2 separate regions of the Mus musculus genome follow, and region 2 is linked to region 1. Evidence: chromatin contacts called from public HiChIP or PLAC-seq data. All regions are on one chromosome and are shown on one strand. The core of a region is the stretch at or near the end of the contact, and the rest is flanking DNA. Distances in the headings are between cores, read along the strand shown. Region 1 holds the start of Pcgf2 (polycomb group ring finger 2). Region 2 holds the start of Zpbp2 (zona pellucida binding protein 2).

The links. HiChIP or PLAC-seq counts read pairs in DNA pulled down with a chosen protein or histone mark.
Region 2: a FOXA1 HiChIP or PLAC-seq map of pancreatic cancer cells shows a contact between it and region 1. The contact joins the promoter of Zpbp2 here to the promoter of Pcgf2 in region 1. A contact is called at or near these places in 1 of 39 promoter capture datasets (pre-B cells) and 1 of 115 datasets of contacts at active chromatin or transcription factors (pancreatic cancer cells).

The regions. Positions count from the first base shown.
Region 1 is chr11:97,697,615-97,701,009 of GRCm38.p6, forward strand. It overlaps Pcgf2 (polycomb group ring finger 2), which reads right to left and starts at 2,034. Exons shown (of 10, transcript NM_001163308.1): 1 at 1,922-2,034.
Region 2 is chr11:98,549,619-98,553,243 of GRCm38.p6, forward strand. Zpbp2 (zona pellucida binding protein 2) reads left to right here and starts at 1,479. Exons shown (of 8, transcript NM_027061.2): 1 at 1,479-1,704; 2 at 1,825-1,890; 3 at 2,840-2,965. The coding sequence starts at 1,656.

The DNA.
Region 1 (3,395 bases), core at 784-3,283:
GCCAGACAGACACTTGGCCAGACACACACCACCACATACACAGCAAGGCTGGAGCCAGGCTCCTACTCCACAGATGCAGAAGTCATTTCCACCCACCCCATCACATCCCTGCCTGAAACTGGAGCCACAGACATTAACCTTCTGCGAACCTCTAGTCCTCTCAGGGCAAATTATAATTTAAGTCTTCCAGCAACAAAGACAGGTCAGCGCCCCACCACCACTCCGCTATAGGGTCCGGGGTGGGGGTAGGGGGGCGCTACAGTAGGCATCTGACCTGTATAACATGTAACCTCTTCCACTTCAGCCTCTCTCCATTCCCATGGCAACAGCTCCATCAACCACTCAGGGAGTTCCTTTCCCCCTCCCCTGCTCACCTCCCAAGCCTTCAACTTGAACAGGATCAGGCGACGCGACAGCCGGACTGGATCCTGGAGGCTGTTTCCTGCCTTATTCCAAACACAGTTCTAAGTGTGCAAGCCCCAACCTCAAACCAGGGGAACCCCTGGGAAAACCTCTCCACCAAAATGCTACAACAGAGCTGGCTTTATGCTCCTCCGATTACAGTAATAACACCTTGGAGCAGGGATGTGTGTATGTTGGGGGTGGGGGTGGGGTTGTCATGAGTTTCGGGAACAGCACAACTGCAAGAAGTCCAGAGAGGGAGGCCCAAGACTGTGAGAGCCAGCTAAGAGAAGCCCCTCCCTCAGCGAGAGGAAGACCAAAAGAGACTGAGGCAACATGGGGGATGGCGGGAGCTCGGCCGGGGGCTACGAGAGACAAAGACGCAGGGACAGCTCTAGGTAACACCTGTACATACTTAAACATATTTAAATTTACACATACACACACCCTTCTCGATCAAGCAACCACAGCAATTTTGGATAGACCCGGGAAGTGAGGGATGGAAGAGTAGGGGGCTTGCCTAGACGCCCCTGGGAGTCAGGAAGGGCGCGGGGCGTCTGCAGGCTCAGGGTTCCCCGGGTTTCAGAGCTAGCAGCGGCAGAGCTCAAGGAGAAAAGAGTAGCCGCTTCCCTTTTCGCCTCCTGTGGCAGAAGGGCCAGCTCATCAGACCCCTTGGCCACTCATGAAAAGACAGAGCATGCTAAATCTCTCCTCACTCCCGTTCTTTCCCCTCCACCCTTGCTTCCCCGCGAAGCCTAGGTCAAAGGATCAGGCACCCCCAGTGACCGAGTGGCCACTCCTTCCCTCCCTAGAGCCAAAGTTTGGTGGGGCCCCGGGAGGGAGGTAGGGAAAAGCTCAGCCGAGGTGGTTCAGGGAGGGGGCGGGGCGCCTCGCACCGGGACGAAAGGGACCTCTGGGGGAGGTGCCCAAGATCCCGACCCCAGGAGTTAGGGCGCCCTCCCTCGGCCACCAGAAAGCCAAGTCCCCTTCCTCCGGGCCTCAAGTCCTCGCGCGTCTACCACGCTCACTGCCCACTCGGGAGGCGACCCTTGCCCGACTCGAAGGGGCCGAGCCACAGTCTGCTCCAGCTTGTGGAGATCCTCGGGTCGGGGGCGGAGGGGGGGGCGAGACCCACCCTAGCGTATGTCCCCAAAGCCCTCGTGGCCGCCCGGACCCTCCCCCTCGATACCTCGCAAGCAGGGTCTTAGCAGGGGGCTGCTGCACAAAGAGGAGGTGGTCGAGGGAGACTCCAAATCGTTAAGAGGGGGAATCCACTTCGGCCATCTTGGAAGGGAGGAAAGGAAAAAAAAAGAGAGAGAGACCGGGAACGAGAGAAAGAAAGGCGGACCGGGCGAGCTTGGACAGCGGCTGGCGGGGCGGGAAGGGACGCGGGCGGCAGGCCAGGCCGGGGCTCCCGGCTCCCATTGGGGTCTGCGGGGAAAGGTGAACGGGTCCCGGTCGCCAGCCCTAGACGCTTACGAGGTAGCAAGGAGGCAAGCGCGAGTCGGCGTCCGCTTACCTGGCTTCGGGGTCCGGTGGGTCTCGGGGAGGGGGGGATGGGAGGGAGGGAGGGAAGGGAGGGGAGGGGGACCACAGCCCTGTCGCTCGCTCGGTCGGCGGGAGGGGAGAAACCTATGATAAGAAAGGAGTTTGTAAGAGCAGCTTGGGGAGGGGAGGGGACCAGAGGGGAGGGGAGGGGCCGTGGGGGGGGGCAAAATGGCTTTTTTCCTCCAGACAAGAGTAGGTCCCGCCCACTACTCACCCACGTGACCTCATTCCTTCAGGATGTTTGCAGAGAGGGAAAGAGGAGGGGGAGAGGCTAGCTCAGCTGCTCCCCACCGCCTTGCGCTGGGCTTCCCCCAAACCAAGAGGAGACCACCTCTTATCCAAGCAGATCCCTTGAACCCGGAGGAAAGGTCCTATTGTGTTACCTTCAGTCATGAAACCACCACCTCCTCCTAAAATAAGTGTGTTCTCCCCACTTCCACCGACTCTGCGATCCCTACCCTAGCTGGGGAGCTTGGAAAATGGTGAGATGCAGACTGGGCGGAAATGTGTCTCGCGGCACCCGGTGCGTCGCCGCTACCAAAGGGCGCTTGGGCGGGGGACGCGGCGCCGCTGGCCACGCGTCCGAGTGAGGTTCGCTCACTCCAGCTGAATCCCTTGGGATTCCTAAGTGCGTGTGTGATCCCCCCCCGAGCGTGACCTCACCGCCTCCCCACACCGATTCGGGGTCCTCGCACCTCGCGGGAAACGCACGGTGGCCTCGGGGCTTGGCTGTGGCCGAGGCTGGCGCGCTCAGCGTGCTCGGGCGGAGAAGAATGGAACGCAGTCCGGGGCGGGGAGAGCAGCCCGAGACACGAACTCGGGCGCCGAGCCAGAGACACAATAACTAGCCGAATTCGAGAGGCCCCGACGCAATAGGAAGCGAGGAGTCGAGAGAGGACGCGCGCCTTTTCGCCGCCGGTGCGCCTCCCTCGCGGCCGCGGAGGGGCCGGCGAGCGCGAAGGTGGCTGGTGCCAGCCCACTCCGACTGTCGCCCTCGGCTCCACCCAGCGCTCGCTCTCCGGTCCCCAGCGGCTCCGGGCCCCGGGCAGAGTAGGAAGGAGAGCTAGAAGAGACGGCGCCAAGGAAGCGAATCGATTCTGCGTTACCACAAGAACCGTGGACCTCAATAGGTCGCTCGATTTCGCTGATTCGTTACTTATGATTTATTGGGGGGTGGCCACTGTGACTGTCCCTCCAAAGAGCTCGATTATCCGGCCTGAAAAGCCTTTAAGCGCCTGGTGGGTTGGCTCGAGTAAGGAACGAATCTTTGTCGAGCCTGCCTCCTCTCCTTGTTCCAAGCCTAAAGCAGTCCCGAAGTGAGTGCTTTTATACACTGGACCGCTTATCAGGAGCCCTGTGAAGTCTGTCCGCCCAGTGACCCCACCAGCCTCAGCTCTCAGCCTGCAGAGCCGAATGACGGTGTAAAGGAAAGGCAAGAGATTTCC
Region 2 (3,625 bases), core at 229-2,728, 850 kb after region 1:
CTAGAGCCCTCTGGAAAAGCAGATAAACTCTCAACCACTGAGCAATCTCTCCAGCCCGACTATTCTAACACTCTTCTATAAGAGTTAAGATTTAACACATAAGTTTATGAGAATCGTGTGCAATAACTGAGAAGTTAGTAATACTTTGTACTTTTGGAAAATGTTTTGATTAAATCTGAAGTGAGGTGTCTCTGCGGTTATGAACACTGGCTGCTCTTCTAAAGGACCCACGTTTGATTCCCAGCATCCAAATGGCTGCTCACAACCATTGTTAACTCCAGTCCCAGAGGCGACACACTCTTTGGCCTCTGTGGGCAGTGCATGCCTGTGGTGCACAGACAGACAGAAATGCAAGCAAAACACCCATCCACATTTTTAACAGTTGAGGCTAACCCATGAGTCTAGACGTAGTAACTGACAGGGGGTGGATCTGACTCATTGAATCCCATTTCATGCTTGTGCTAGATCGATAAAATTAACAGTGACTAAAAATGAAATTACTGACAAAGGTTGCTCCTGGACCATCTGAGACAGTCCAAATACTGACTCGGCTCAAAGGAAATAAAACTGAAAACTCCTGATCTCACCCCAAATAACCATTCTGCACCCTATCTGAACCTTGGGCTCTCTCCCTAACCAACCTACTCAAAACCACTACTGAGAGCGGTGCTCTACTGCCAAGAGGTAAACAACACCTAAAGTCTTTCAGGTCACCTAAAATAGCAGTCAAGATGGGACCACGCATGATGGGGTTAGCGACTCAATTCAGTAAAGGCCCTGGGTTTGGTCCCCAGCACAGGGTTCAGAAGAACTTTGAAAGACTATTTTGGAGCTCCCTGAGAGTGACTTATCTCACATCAGCTGAGGAAAAGATCACCCGCTCTCGCCTTCCTTTCGAAGGGACCCATTCTCTAAAGCAAAGTTACTTCCGAATAAATTTGCATGAGGGGGTGTCCCTTACATCATCTCACACTCTAAGCTGAAAAAAATAAAGGTTTAACCTTCCTCCACGTGGGAAGGTCTGAGGGCACCCTTCTGAAGCACAGAGGAGAGGGCTCTTCAAGGTCTTGGTTTTGTATGCCAGAAAAATGCAACTAGGTGAAAACTGGATGTGACGTTTTGACAGATCCAGCAACGCTAGCAACGTTAGCTCGGGGTTCCAGAGCTGAGCCCTCGCTTTTAGGAAATTCTCACAAACATCTCCCTTCTTCTGATCGCCAAACTACGGCATCCTTGGGCTGCTCAGAGCCGCCGCCACCGTCCTTAGGACCCACTGTGTTCACTCATCAGTTCCTTTAGTCTGAGGAAGTCTTGAGTTCGTTTCCTTTACTCGTCACACCACCAGGCCGACTAGAGCTAGAGAGCGGGAACACGGGACCCAAGGAGAGGTGCGAAAGGCTCGGAGGGTGCAGCGCTCCGCAACTGCGCGTGCGCCAGGAGGCGGGGCTCTCCATCTGCGAGCGCTTGCCCCGCCCCTCGTGCCAAGCCGGAACACGCAGGCGCTCTCGGGCACAGCCGCCCCCGTGATAGCCTGGGACCGGTAGGGAAGATGCCCTTGGCGGTTTGCTTCGCTCTGTAGAGGAGCGATGGGGAGGCGTTGGGCCTGGCCTGAGGTAGGAGGGCACCCAGCCGTCGCCACTAGTGCCTGAGCCGTGATGCTTGCGTGGGCCCTACTCTACGCGGTGCTCTGGTCTCTCGCAGGAGGTGGGGCTTGGCCCGCAGGCTCCTCCCCCGTCCCTCCTTCTTCGCCTCCGCCCCGCCCCGCCCTGAACCGTGTGTCCTCCAAACACTAATAATAAGCCAGAGGTGTTCTCTCCTCCGCAGTTGGATCGCAACGTTCTTCCTTATTCAATATCAAAGGCTTTGTTTACGGCACGGTAGGGCACCCAGGTAATACGTGCCTCTTCTCACGCAAGGCTTGTCCCAAGAGCTGGGGATGCATCCTCTTAGGTTCTTCAGGCAGGGAAAAGGGAGCTAGGCAGGAGGGCGTCTGTGCTCTGCAGTTCGGGAAGTTTGCATCATTGCCCTCAAAGCTAGTCTTCTATTCCAGTGTTCACCACAGATCTGCCGCTCTGATACCACGTCTCTCTTTCAAATACTTCTGCTTTGTAATGGGTGAAGGCACTTAGCAGAGTGGACGCCCCTCTGGAAGGCTCTTCTCTCCCTCTTGTATTAACCAGCCCTATTCATGCATCAAACATCAGCTCCAGTGTTACTACTCTCTGTAGTTTTCCTACATTCAGGAAAAAGTACTCCAAATTTGAAATAACACTGCACTCCGTCTAGAACAATTCCACATTTAAGGCCTTTCTCTTCCCAACACCACCATTACACTGCCAAACTGAACAATAGACTTTAGAGATTCTGATCCTGGCAATGATTGGACCTTAAAAAGTACCTTGTGAGACTAGGTACTATCTATCCAGTTGAGTCACTGTTGTACACCTTTCTAGTAAACACTGCACAAGACAACAGGAAGCTTACGCGAAATACCAAGTTTTCAGTTTTGAAATAGTTTGTCAGTCAAGCTAACATCCTGTAACATTGATTCCATAGCTCCTTATTGGAGCTATTTATTAATGTGTACGTTAAAAGGAACTTGATCTTCATTTTTCTAGACTGTCACAAAATAAAAATATTACCGACAAAGTACAGTTTAAAGGTTTACTATGGGGAAGCAGCAAAGACTTCATTCTAAATGACAACTAGCATTGGACACGTTACGAAGACTTTTTAAGTACTGAAATCCTGAAAGAACTAACTGGTATCATTGTCTAGGAGTGTGTGTGTCTTTATTTCTCTGTATAATGTAATTACGCAGAATTTTATTTTGTCACAGTAAAAATATATGTAAAGTTACATCAGGCTAGTCCTGTCCTTATTTGTATGGATATTGATCGTGCCAATAAAGAAACAGTGGACCCCACCTATTTATGGACTGGGCCAAATGAAAACACATTAAAAGGTAAATAATTTAAATATATTTTAACGGTGTGAACATTGTTTTTTTAAAAAAGCACTGCCATTATTGAAAAGAACAAATTTAATTTTAAAATTCTATTAGCTGTATTTTATTTTTGTATATGTGAGTGTTTTGCCTGCATGCGTGTATGTGCACCACATGCCCGATGCCCTCAGAGGTCAGAAGAGGATATCTGATCCTCTGGAAGTGGAATTACTACTGGTTGTAAACCACCTTGTTGGTGCTGGGAATTGAACCCAGATCCTCTGCAAGAGCAGCAAGTGCTCTTAAACAGTGGGCAATCCCTCCAGCCCCAAGAAATTTAATTTTAACTGCAATTAACTTTTCTCAACACGACAAATTATAATTTTTCTTGGCCCATGACTTAAGTTCTTCGTATGCAAAAACTAAAAGCAGATGCAAAAGACTGCACAGCCCATGTGAGCACAATACTCAAAATGTTGAGGCAGGAGGATTACAAGTTTGAAGGTGGCCTGGGCTAACCAAAGAGACCATTTTTTGTTACTTTTGTTTCCCAGTGCTTGGGACTGAATCCAGAGTCTCCCTCTCAAGCAAATTTTCTCTATGCTGTCTGGTTACCCTGCGGCAGTTATTTTTGGGCCCTACTTTTCCTAAGTACTAAACATTTTCCTAAGTACTAAA